Linked DNA regions of Mus musculus: region 1 is linked to region 2. Evidence: chromatin contacts called from public promoter capture Hi-C data. All regions are on one chromosome and are shown on one strand. The core of a region is the stretch at or near the end of the contact, and the rest is flanking DNA. Distances in the headings are between cores, read along the strand shown. Region 1 holds the start of Polr3k (polymerase (RNA) III (DNA directed) polypeptide K). Region 2 holds the start of Oprl1 (opioid receptor-like 1).

Region 1 (6,147 bases), core at 3,310-5,809, 150 kb after region 2:
AACTCTCATGAGAAGAGAGAGAAGGAAGGAGGCAGTTTTCCTGTGACAGTTTTTACAGAGACAGGTTGTGAAGAGAAAAACACAGATAAAGACAGAATGTACCAGAAGATTAGAACATATTGTCAAAGTTAGTAGGAGGCCAAGCAGAGCAATTGAGGAGAGACTGAGAAAAGCCAGGTTGAATCAGTCAGCTTGGAGAGCAGTTTGAGCCAAAACAGCTGAGTTGAACCAGCCAATCAGAGCTCAGAATTAGAAAGGTGAGCTTATTCAGCAGTAAGTCTCAGAAGCTGAAAACCTTCTAGGCCTAAATTAGATTGTACAGAGGGTAGAAGCTTCCAAGACTAGGCCTAGATTAGCAGATGGGCAGTAAGCCTCTGAGACGACAATACAGGAGAATAAAAGTTACATTCACAGTTCATGACAGCTCCCACTCCATGTTCATGGAAAGCCATTATGCCCATGTCAGTTTCCAACCTGTCAATCTGAGGGACACTTTTTTGTGTGTCCTAGAGAGTGTGACTTGGAGCTTACCTTTGGGCTGATGAGAGAACATATGCAGCCATGTCTAGTGATATTTTGTTTCCCAGCTCCAACATGCATGCCAATAGAATGTAGTCTAGATTGTGTTAGGAATAGGCAGAGACACTTAACTATCCAAGGTTTTTTTGCATTCAGAGTTATCTTTATTAAAATAAATTAGGGGACTGGAGGAACGGCTCAGTTATTAAAAATACTGTCTGCTTTTCCTGAGGACCTGGGTTCTATTTCCACCAATTTCAGGGTAGTTCATAACTGTCCATAACTCCAGTCACAGGGTATCCGATGTCCTTGGCTGACCACTGCTGGCACTACATGCATGTGGTGCAGACATACATGCAGGCAAAATAAAACCTCAAAAAATTAATAAATTAGTTGTAAATTTTAACCTTTTTATTATATATATTTAAGGCTGACAATATATTTCATACACACCTAGTAAAATGGCTTATTGCATTGAGTGTGCTATGTCAGAAATGGACAAATATATTTGTGTCTTTACAATGTCAGGGTTTAATTAATAACATGAAAGTCACAAGATATAGCAGTTTCTTTTTTTTAAAGATTTATTTATTTAATATATGTAAGTACATTGTAGCTGTTTTCAGACAGACACCCTAGAAGAGGGCATCAGATCTCATTACAGGTGGTTGTGAGCCACCATATGGTTGCTGGAATTTCAACTCAGGACCTTCGGAAGAGCAGTCAGTGCTCTTAACCGCTGAGCCATGTTGCCAGCCCCCGATATAGCAGTTTCAATGAAATCAACTGTAAAGTATTCCTGCTTTACTCTGTAATATTGGCTGGAATGAAGTTTTTTCTTTTTTTTATGAATTTATTATCAAATCTCACACTACACAGCACACAGTAAATATACCTGTCTTAATTAGGTTTCTATTGCTATGATAAAACACTTCTTTAGTCAGGGTTTCTATTCCTGCACAAACATCATGACCAAGAAGCAGTTTGGGGAGGAAAGGGTTTATTCTGCTTACACTTCCATACTGCTGTTCATCACCAAGGAAGTCAGGACTGGAACTCAAGCAGGTCAGGAAGCAGGAGCTGATGCAGAGGCCATGGAGGGATGTTTCTTACTGGCTTGCTTCCCCTGGCTTGCTCAGCCTGCTCTCTTATAGAACCAAGACTACCAGCCCAGAGATGGTCCCACCCACAAGGGGCCTTTCCCCCTTGATCACTAATTGAGAAAATGCCTTACAGTTGGATCTCATGGAGGCATTTCCTCAACTGAAGCTCCTTTTTCTGTGATAACTCCAGCTGTGTCAAGTTAACACAAAACTAGCCAGTACAATTGACCCCTTGTCAACTTGATACACAAACACATCACTAGTAAGCCTCAACCCTTAGTTTCTTATTCATCCCCAAGATCTAAACAACTTTAAAAGTCCCACAGTCTTTACATATTAAAAGTCAATCCCTTTAAAATGTCCAATATCTTTTAAAGTCCAAAGTCTTTTTACAATTAAAAGTCTCTTAACTGTGGGATCCACTAAAATATTTCCTTCCTTAAAGAGGGAAAATATCAGGGCACAGTCACAATCAAAAGCAAAAATCAATCTCCAACCATCCAATGTCTGGGATCCAACTCACGATCTTCTGGGCTCCTCCAAGGGCTTGGGCCACTTCTTCAGCTATGCCCTTTGTAGCACACACGTCATCCTCTAGGCTCCAGATGCCTGTACTCCACTGCTGCTGCTCTTGGTGGTCATCTCATGGTACTGGCATCTCCAAAACACTGCATGACCCCTTCAGTCCTGGGCTGTCAATTGCAACTGAGGCTGCACCTTCACCAATGGCCTTCCATGGCCTCTCACAGTGCCGAGCCTCAGCTGCTCTGCGTGACCCCTTCATGCCTTCAAAACCAGTACCACCTGGGTGACCCTTACACATTACCAAGTCCCACTGCAGCAGGAGTACAACCTTGGTTATCTCTGGAACACAACTTCTTTGTGCTTTCAGAAAACACTTCCCAGAAGATGTCACCTCAACGATGCTGGTCTCTTCTTAATCACTGCTAATTTCTTAGCTCCAGCTAACCAGCATCAATAGTGCCAGTAATGCAAAGATTTTGCTTTAGTAGTTCTGGTATCTTGTTAATCACAGCTGATTCTTCAGCTCCAGCTAACCAGAACCACAGAATAATCAAACTCCAAAATAGCAATGGCTCTGAAGAGTCTTTAATTTTCCCTCTGAAATTTCACAAGCCAGGCCTCCATCTTCTGCACTGTTCTCAACATTATCTTCCAAGCTCCTACACAACATCTGACAGAGCTCTTAACACTGAGTGAATCTTCTAGCCCAAAGTTCCAAAGTCCTTCCACAGTCCTCCCCAAAACATGGTCAGGCTGTCACAGGAATACCCCACTCTGCTGGTACCAATTTGCCTTAGTCAGGGTTTCTATTCCTGCACAAACATCATGACCAAGAAGCAAATTGGGGAGGAAAGGGTTTATTTGCCTTACATTTCCACACTGCCGTTCATCACCAAGGAAGTCAGGACTGGAACTCAAGCAGGTCAGGAAGCAGGAGCTGATGCAGAAGCCATGGAGGGATGCTCTTTACTGGCTTGCTTCCCCTGGCTTGCTCAGCCTGCTCTCTTATAGAACCAAGACTACCAGCCCAGAGATGGTCCCACCCACAAGGGGCCTTTCCCCCTTGATCACTAATTGAGAAAATGCCTTACAGTTGGATCTCATGGAGGCATTTCCCCAACTGAAGCTCCTTTTTCTGTGATAACTCCAGCTGTGTCAGGTTGACACAAAACTAGCCATAAATATTTGGCTTACATGTCAAGAGTCCATTGTTTAGGGGAGTCAATGCAGGAACTTGCTGCAGAAACAGAAGCCATTACCATGGTGGGATGCTGCTTACTGGTTTGCTCCTCATGATTTACTCAGATTCTCAGATTGCTTTTTTCTCTCTCTCCATTTTGTTCTTAGACTTACTTAAGTGTATGAGGGTTTTTGTTTGTTTGTTTTTTTTTTTTTTTGAATGCTTGTTCGTGCACCAAAGACGTGCTTGGTGCCTACGGAGGTCAGAAGAGGGCATTGGATTCTCAGGAACTGGAGGTTATGGACGTTTGTGAGCTACCATATTGGTGCTGGGAATTAAACCAGTGTTCACTATAAGAACAAGCAACAGCTGAACTATCTCTTCAGCCCCATCATTCTGCTTTCTTATATCACCCAGGACCACTGGCTTGGTGGTGACACCGCCCCCAATGGGCTAGACCCTCTCCTACCAATTTTAACTCAAGAAAATGCCCCCAGAGACTTATTTACTGGTCAATTTATGGTGACATTTTCACAATTGGGGTTCCTCTCCCTGGATATTTAGTTTGTGTATAGTTAAAGCAAACAGAAAACAACACACACATACATGTGCATGTTGCAGAATGACTGCAGAGGATTAAAGAGGCAAGGAGTTTCAAAGAAATCTGAGAAGCCAGAGCTGGGAAATATAAATGTCTATAGGAAATGAGATAAAAGAGTCAGCTGGACGTCTGTGAAAAGGAGCTGCTGGTATTTGTTACCTGCAGGGTTGAGTCTAGCTGTGTAAGTGAAAGGGCAGAATGAAACTAGGTGAAGAAATGGCCAGATGGAGGAATGGCAGGTCCAGATAGGATATCGTACGTCAGTCAGACAGCAGTTGAGACGTAGTATTAACAATGGGGACAGTGTTCCTGGGACATTTGGTTATTTTCTGTCCGTTCCGGATGAGAATATTGCGGAGCAGCATGATCCTCCTGTAACACGTCCATGGCTCGGAGTGCGGCAAGTGTCTCCTCATCACCCAGAACCTCTCACCTGGGTACTCTGGTGGTGCCAGCATTATCGGTCCAGTCCTCTTGGCGTTTCAGCTAGGGAGACGTGTGCACACGCGCAGAAACGACAGGGCTGGGCGTGCAGGCAGCATGCTATTGGCTGGATGGGAAAGGATTATCTGCGGTGACCAATGGAGTGTGCGAGGCTGCCCGCCGCAGTGCCTACTGGGAACGTCTTGAGGATCCCGGGTTGCCAGTTACGGAGCAAGTGAGACGGCTTTTGATTGGGCGCCTGCACCACGGAAGCGCCAGACAGAAGCGAGGTGTGGAAGCTGGCAGTATGCTGTTGTTCTGCCCGGGCTGCGGGAACGGACTCATTGTGGAGGAGGGGCAGCGTTGCCATCGCTTCGCCTGCAACACTTGCCCCTACGTCCATAATATCACCCGTAAGGTAAGTTCCACAGACGGGTGCCTTCTCTGCTTTCTGGGAGGCACAGCAAGCGTCGGCGCGCTCAGACCTTCCTGCAGGCTTTTGTGCTCTCGCTGCGGTGGTACCCCAAGTCCAGCAGTCGCTGCTCCAGTGGCGTCGCTCCGGCCACGTCGAAGCCCCCCCACCCCCCTCTAGCTCTCCGTTGCCCACTTTGTGATACTCCGAAAATTGTGAGAATTTTAGTTCATACCTTTTAAACCTACACTCCCCTCGTGCTGTCCTTGGCGTACCAGTCCGCGCCTCGCCTCTGATTTGAAATCCTTGGGTTCTTCTTGTGGCTCTTTTGCTCCCAGCCCCTGTCGTTATTCTAGAGAATCTTCACCATGTACGCAGTACTGTTAGGTCCTTCCTTTTGCCCGAGTCATTCTTACACAGGCACATATCACACTTATTCATTCTCCGCCTTACCCCCTACCCCCGTGTATGTGTGCATGTATGCGTCTCTGTTTCCCTCTTCCTTTCTCTCTCCCTCTCCTCTTTTAAAATAATGGCTACCTTATTTAGATTCCTGCCCTTCTGGCTGTTTGTGCATGTCTATAATTTTAGCACTTGGAGAGGCTGCGGCAGGAGAATAGGTTCAAGGCTCACCTGGGCTGCATAGCACATAGACACGCACACACACGCACGCACAGGCACAGGAAACAAACCAAACCCCAGCACTTTCAGTTTATCCACATTCCTTTTATATTTTTCACAGAATGCATTGCCTTCTAATATTTTATATCCTTGTTGCTATTTTGTGTGTGTGGTGCTTGTGTTGGAGCCCAGAAAGCTGTATTTCTAGCCCTTGGTGTTTTGTGTACCCTTCAACTCTTGTTTTGTTCCTCCTTACCTCAGTGACTGCAGGTGTGCACCACTGGGCCTTGGTGACATCTCATTCTTAATGTTTGCTCATTAGAGCTGTATGGTAGGAGTTTAGAGTCTGGATTTGTGGTAAGATGAGTTGTGACATAATTTCGAAATTAGAAGGATGCCTGATAAACTTAGGAAAGCAGCCAAAATGACCTGGGGAGTGCTGGTATACCCAGTTAAATGTCTGTCACTCCTGTTGGATTATTAGGTGTCTGAGGGGTATGAGAGAAGAGTGAGGTTTTACTAGGCTGATTTTTCTTCCTGCTCTGTCTGGTGTTTCCTTCTGTTTCTAGAGACCTTTGACATTGAACCTCTGTGCTGTTTTGGGGGACATCCCAGTCACAAGACCCCTACATTTCAGTGACTCACACTGCTCTTTGAAGAAGATAAATTTTGTAGAGGGAATGCTGGAGGGAGATTGTAGTTTGGTGGCCCACTTGTAAAACTGTACAATTACTTCAAATCTGATGTCTTGTTTCTATTAGGT
Region 2 (5,916 bases), core at 3,400-5,899:
TTCTGAGTGCTGGGACTAAAGGCATGCGGCACTGCCACTCAGCTAACTTCTACAACTTTTAAGGTCAAAATAAGTGAATTTAGACTTAATGCATTTTCATTTCATGAGAGGTTAAAAAACCCCATCTTTAATCCCAGTACTCAGAAGGCCTCTGAGTTTGAGACCACCCTGGTCTGCAAAATGAGTTCCAGGACAGCCAGGGTTACACAGAAACCTTGTCTCAAAATACAAAACAAAAAACCCCAAAACAAACAAAAACCCCAACTGCTGTATGTGTCTGTGCCTTTAAACTTTACACTGGATAGGATTGACACTGGGCAGATAGATGGTGTCTCTCTCAGGTATCTAGTCTTTTAGTTCCTTCCTTTTTTTTTTCTCTTTCTTTTAGATTCACAAGCATGGAAAAATATAATTTAGCCTCACTATTAACTAAAAGAATAAAAAGCTTTGGTCTAAGATCACATTGAGAAAGACATTTCCATCTTATTGTCAGTAAAGGCAACTCCCCACTCTGCTATCTAGCTCCCATACAGAAATTAACCATTCTTTTTTTTTAAAAATATTTTTTATTATTATGTATTTTTCTCAATTACATTTAGAATGCTATCTCAAAAGTCCCCCATACCCTCCCCCCCACTTCCCTACCCACTCATTCCCATTTTTTGGCCCTGGCATTCCCCTGTACTGGGGCATATAAAGTTTGCGTGTCCAATGGGCCTCTCTTTCCAGTGATGGCCGACTAGGCCATCTTTTGATACATATGCAGCTAGAGTCAAGAGCTCTGGGGTACTGGTTAGTTCATAATGTTGTTGCACCTACAGGGTTGCAGATCTCTTTAGCTCCTTGGATACTTTCTCTAGCTCCTCCATTGGGGGCCCTGTGCTCCATCCAATAGCTGACTGTGAGCATCTACTTATGTGTTTGCTAGGCCCCGGCATAGTCTCACAAGAGACAGCTATATCAGGGTCCTTTCAGCAAAATCTTGCTACTGTATGCAATGGTGTCATCGTTTGGAGGCTAATTATGGGATGGATCTCTGGATATGGCAGTCTCTAGATGGTCCATCCTTTTGTCTCAGCTCCAAACTTTGTCTCTGTAACTCCTTCCATGGGTGATTGTTTCCAATTCAAAGAAAGGGCAAAGTGTCCACACTTTGGTCTTTTTTGTTCTTCAGTTTCATGTGTTTTGCAAATTGTATCTTATATCTCGGGTATACTAAGTTTCTGGGCTAATATCCACTTATCAGTGAGTACATATCATTTGAGTTCTTTTGTGATTGTGTTACCTGTTTTTCTTCTCAGAAAGCTGGGAATTGGAGGTGATTAATAGCCTGGTGATCTGTATTATTTGTTAGGTAAGGTCATATCAAGCTCCCTCAACCAGGACAGTAAATGGCTAGTAGTCTAAATGAGCCTTATATTATCTGTATAGCTTGGGTCGCCCCCAAGCTTCATATCCAGGACTGGAGGTGGCTAATAGGCCAAATGATCTCTACACTATTGTATGACCCACTCCACACCAAATCCTTCCCTAGGATCCTAAGGCAGTTTATCTCTAGAACTCATCTTCCTGGAAGAAATCACATGTACTTTGAATTGAGATTCAATGTAATAATGCCTCCTTGTGCAGTAGGGATTGTGTTATACCAGGAGACTTGTCCCAAAATTGTACTGCAATTGAATATGCTGGCAGTAAGTTGCCTGGCATCAGACTCCTAAAGTTTGGTCCAGTTTGTCTAAGTCAGGATGAACTTCTGGGGCCTGCCAGGCCTTAGGGGAACAGGTTTAAGTGGGAAGACCAAAAGTCTGATGATCTCCAGCCTTGTAGGAAACTTAACTCTTACTTTATAATTCTCTGTGCTTGAATAAGTGCTGGTCTCTTAACTCTAAAAATTCTGTACCAAAAAGTCAACACTTTCTTACTGTTTTATGTTTAAATAAGTGCAAAAATCTGGAAAATTAACATATACTGTTTAGCAGCAGGTAATTAAGTAAAGGATTAATTGCTAGAGCTCCTTTCTCTGTCAAGTTAGCCAGAAGCCCTTGATCGCAGACCATGCAAATAGAGTGGGCCATCTTCAGAAAGATTGATTGCATGCCTTTAGTCTATCCTAGATAGTTCCTGATAATGAGCCAAGTTTTTATTTTCACTGTTTGGAGATTATAGAACCCCTAACCCCAACACACACAGATTTTATTGTAACTGTGTGCCAAATTCTTTCCTCTTGAGGCAAGAAAGTATGTAACTGAACTGGGTTTGGTAGCACATGCCTTTAATCCTAGCACTTGGGAGGCAGAAGCAAGTGGATCTCTGAGTTTGAGGCCAGGCAGCCTAGTTACAGGACAGTTACATAACAAGTTACAGGACAGTCATACCTACACAGTATTGTTTTGGACCTTGCTTAGGCACTTCTAATACCTATGTGCAGCCATTGGTGGCTTCAACAGTGAACTGTCTACATGAGTCATGTTGTTGTTTGTGTTGCCTGAATCTTCAGTATTACTCTCATGTTTCTTGCTGACACTTTTGTGTCACTTATGTTATGTATTGTCCTGTTTCATCCCCTCTGGAAAGTCCACTTATCCTTGCTGAGTTTCTGTTTGGGATCAAGATGCTTGAGCTGTTTCCTCTGGACCACCAGTGCCCCATTGTGGCCGAGTCACCTGTCAGATAACCAAATTATTCTTCCATCTGAGACAGCATTTGAGCATGTGGACTCTGAGCTACATTCTATTGGTACACAATTCCAGATATATGTTGAGACCAGAGCTCAGTCTTACTTGGCAGCATTGTAGCTGATTCATAGTTGAGGCCATAATGCTAAGCCAAGAACTCCTGGGACTGAGGCAGTGGCAGGGAAAGCTTCTTAGGCTAGGTCAGAGTAGAGCTGGTTTGGGTATGGGATCCATGCAGTGGGGCAAGGTGAAGCACACAGGACCCAACTCAAGGTCATGAGACGAAGGGACATTCTGTGGCTCTGTTCTGCCTATATTTAAACAATGCTTATGGCACCCTCTTTCTAAATCTGGAACCTGGGCTGGAAAGCAGGTAAAGACTATTAGGAAAAGAGGCTCTGTAGAGGCACAGAGACAACTTGGTTGATAACTCTGAGGTTGTGTGCCAGCTTTGCCTGGAGTGGGAGGGAAGAGGGAGAGAGAGAGAGAGAGACAGAGACAGAGACAGTAACAGAGAGTGCATACCTATGTACTATATATCTAGGGGCCTTGCTCTGTGCCTGCCTGTTTCCACACTAGTTTACATCCTGTTTGTATCTTTCTCTTTGTGCCTGCATTCACTTTGTGAGTTTTGTATATGTGATTCTTGTGTGCACCTCTGAGCACATATCCCTTGTGTCTCTGTGTCTCTATACTGCGCCTGTCTGGGTATCTCTGTGTATGTTCTGTTTATTTGCAGGAATGTGTCCTCATGTGTCTCCTTGAGTGTCCATGTGTCCCTGAGAATGGAGAGACAAGTCCTTGGAGACAGCTTGGGATGCTGAGTCCTGGGGTGTCTGTCTGCTCTGGCCTTTTCTGGTTGGACAGGTATCCTAGCAACACTTCTGTGAGTTGCCTAGCAACCAGGTCCCCATCCTTAGAGAAAGAGCAGGGTCTGGCTGTATGTGGGAGATCTGGCTCTCATTCAGTACAGACAGCAAAAGCAAGCCTATGATTTGATGATGGCTAGAGACTCAGCATAGGGTCTCTAGCCTACATGACCTTAACTTACGGCTTTTTTTTCTCAGTGGACTGTGACCCCTTGTGCTGGCAAAGAAAGAGGAGCTTAGTATCTCTGTGTTTTCTAAGATCTAATTCTGGGAGTTAGCTGTGGTGTAGCTCCAAGTGACCAGCAGACCTGGCTTTCCTTTACCATGACATATTGACAGGCAGCTTCAGACTTCAGAGACATGATGCTTTCATTTGTGAGGATAATATGGGTGGTAATGGCTACATGCAGTGGGGGTTCCTGGGTTCAGTTTTGTCTTGGGCTTAGTGTACATTAGGTATAAATAGCACATAATAGATTCAGGGCAGTATTTGGTCCTTAGTCCAGACAATCTCTTGCTTACTTGCAAGAAAGCCTTTCCTTGGAGAATTAGTTGGGTTAGGGTATTGCTGTCTATTACTGTGGTACTCTGCTTTACTGGACAGTTCTGGGCAGGAAAGCTGGCAAAATATGGTCTGGGCTAAGCTGGACAAAACAACATTTACCAGTGATGGTGGTGCACGCCTTAATCCCAGCACTCAGAAAGCAGAGGCAGACATATCTTTGAGTTCCAGGACAGCCAAGGCTACACAGAGAAATCCTGTCTCTAACCCATCACCCCTCCAACAAAACAAAACAAAACAAAACAAAACAAAACAAAACAAAACAAAACAAAACAGAACAAAACATTTTCCTCACATCTGCCTCTAGGTGAGCATTTCTCTGTATACATCTTAAGTGTGTTCTTGTGTCTAAGGCTGTGCATGTATGTGTGTCTGAGTTCCTGTTCATGTCTCCATTTTTGTGTTTATAGATGTCTCCACTGTGTGTCCCAGATCCTGAGTGTGTCTGTCTTGTGTGTCTTGTGTGAGCCGATTTTTTTTTTTTTTTTTTTTTTTGGCTTCCTTCTCCAACCTGCGCAGCCCCTCCTTCTCTCAGCCGCAGCCTTCTGCCCCTCCCCCTTCTGGCTGCCGCACTGGCTGCTGCGTCTAGTCAATATCTTATCTTCGGAGCAGGAGCTAGGAGCCATTCCCAGCCGGAGCAGACCCCAAGCTAGAGTGAGAAGCATTACTCAGTTCATTGTGCTCCTGCCTGCCTTTCTGCTAAGCATTAGGGTCTGTTTTGGCCCAGCTTCTGAAGAGGTTGTGTGTGCTGTTGGAGGTAAGAGGGGCTCTAGTGAGGGCTCCTGCTGCTGCTGACAGAGCTGGGGGTGGGGGAGCACTGGGAGGTAGGGAAGTGCCTGAGCCCTAGGCATTTCTGGGTAAATTCCATGTCTTTTGTGCTCCAGTGTGCCTTAGGATGGTTTGGGCATTTTTTTGTATTCGGCTGACTGTGAGCCCCTGAGTCTTGGTGGGTGGACATGTATGCTTGTGTAGCTACCTCCATGTTGCTTCTGTGCGAGTCTATCACCCTAATATGAGGTAAAATTGTGAGTAAATGTGCCCCCATGCCTCTGTGTGTGTCATCATGTGCCCATGTGTATGCCTTTGTCTGTGTCCATGTGTCTGTGTGTGGATGCCCATCGAGGTGTTCATGTGCCTGTTAGTGTAGTTGTGCTGTTCTAAGGCCTCAGTGGACTGTGTCCAGCACTGTGGTCACTTCTTTCTGTGTCCTGTTCCAGGAACTGTACTGAGTGGCTTTGCAGGGTGACAGCATGGAGTCCCTCTTTCCTGCCCCATTCTGGGAGGTCTTGTATGGCAGCCACTTTCAAGGGAACCTGTCTCTCCTAAATGAGACCGTACCCCATCACCTGCTCCTCAATGCTAGCCACAGTGCCTTCCTGCCCCTTGGACTCAAGGTCACCATCGTGGGGCTCTACTTGGCTGTGTGCATCGGGGGGCTCCTGGGGAACTGCCTCGTCATGTATGTCATCCTCAGGTAGGCGGGTCCCATCAATCTGTGAAGGGGGAACCTGAGGCAGGAGGCTGTTCTGGATGAATTCGAACAAGCATGGATTTTCTGCTTGCTCCATCAAATTTCTTCCCTCTCTGTTCAAGGGACATGATCACCCTTGAAGTTCAACTCCTGTTCTGCTCCCATCTGTCTCAGACTAGGTGTCACCACCTGGAGGCTTGGTACTGCAGATAAATCCATGCCGTGATGTCTATGTGAATAACCATGGGTACAAAGGATCCTAAGATTTCCCAAAGAGAGGAAGAGGGGCTGGTGCTGGGCCTGAAGCCCTTGTTCATTGGCCTTTAGGATCTATGCTCA

What was found. Capture Hi-C pulls out chosen DNA fragments and counts their contacts.
Region 1: a contact with region 2 is called in a promoter capture Hi-C map of pancreatic islet. The contact joins the promoter of Polr3k here to the promoter of Oprl1 in region 2. A contact is called at or near these places in 29 of 39 promoter capture datasets (the 3T3-L1 cell line, 3T3-L1-derived adipocytes, the C10 cell line and 18 more), 9 of 15 datasets of contacts at CTCF or cohesin (CD8 T cells, the NIH/3T3 cell line, embryonic stem cells and 4 more), 205 of 484 Hi-C or Micro-C datasets (2-cell-like embryonic stem cells, 3T3-L1-derived adipocytes, the 63-12 cell line and 100 more), 47 of 115 datasets of contacts at active chromatin or transcription factors (the 230-238 cell line, CD8 T cells, the HPC-7 cell line and 28 more) and 6 of 9 other capture datasets (adipose tissue, embryonic stem cells, embryonic tail and 3 more).

Annotation. Positions count from the first base shown.
Region 1 is chr2:181,859,801-181,865,947 of GRCm38.p6, forward strand. Polr3k (polymerase (RNA) III (DNA directed) polypeptide K) reads left to right here and starts at 4,560. Exons shown (of 3, transcript NM_025901.3): 1 at 4,560-4,769; 2 at 6,146-6,147. The coding sequence starts at 4,659.
Region 2 is chr2:181,710,367-181,716,282 of GRCm38.p6, forward strand. It overlaps Oprl1 (opioid receptor-like 1), which reads left to right and starts at 4,650. Exons shown (of 4, transcript NM_011012.5): 1 at 4,650-4,863; 2 at 5,324-5,580. The coding sequence starts at 5,357.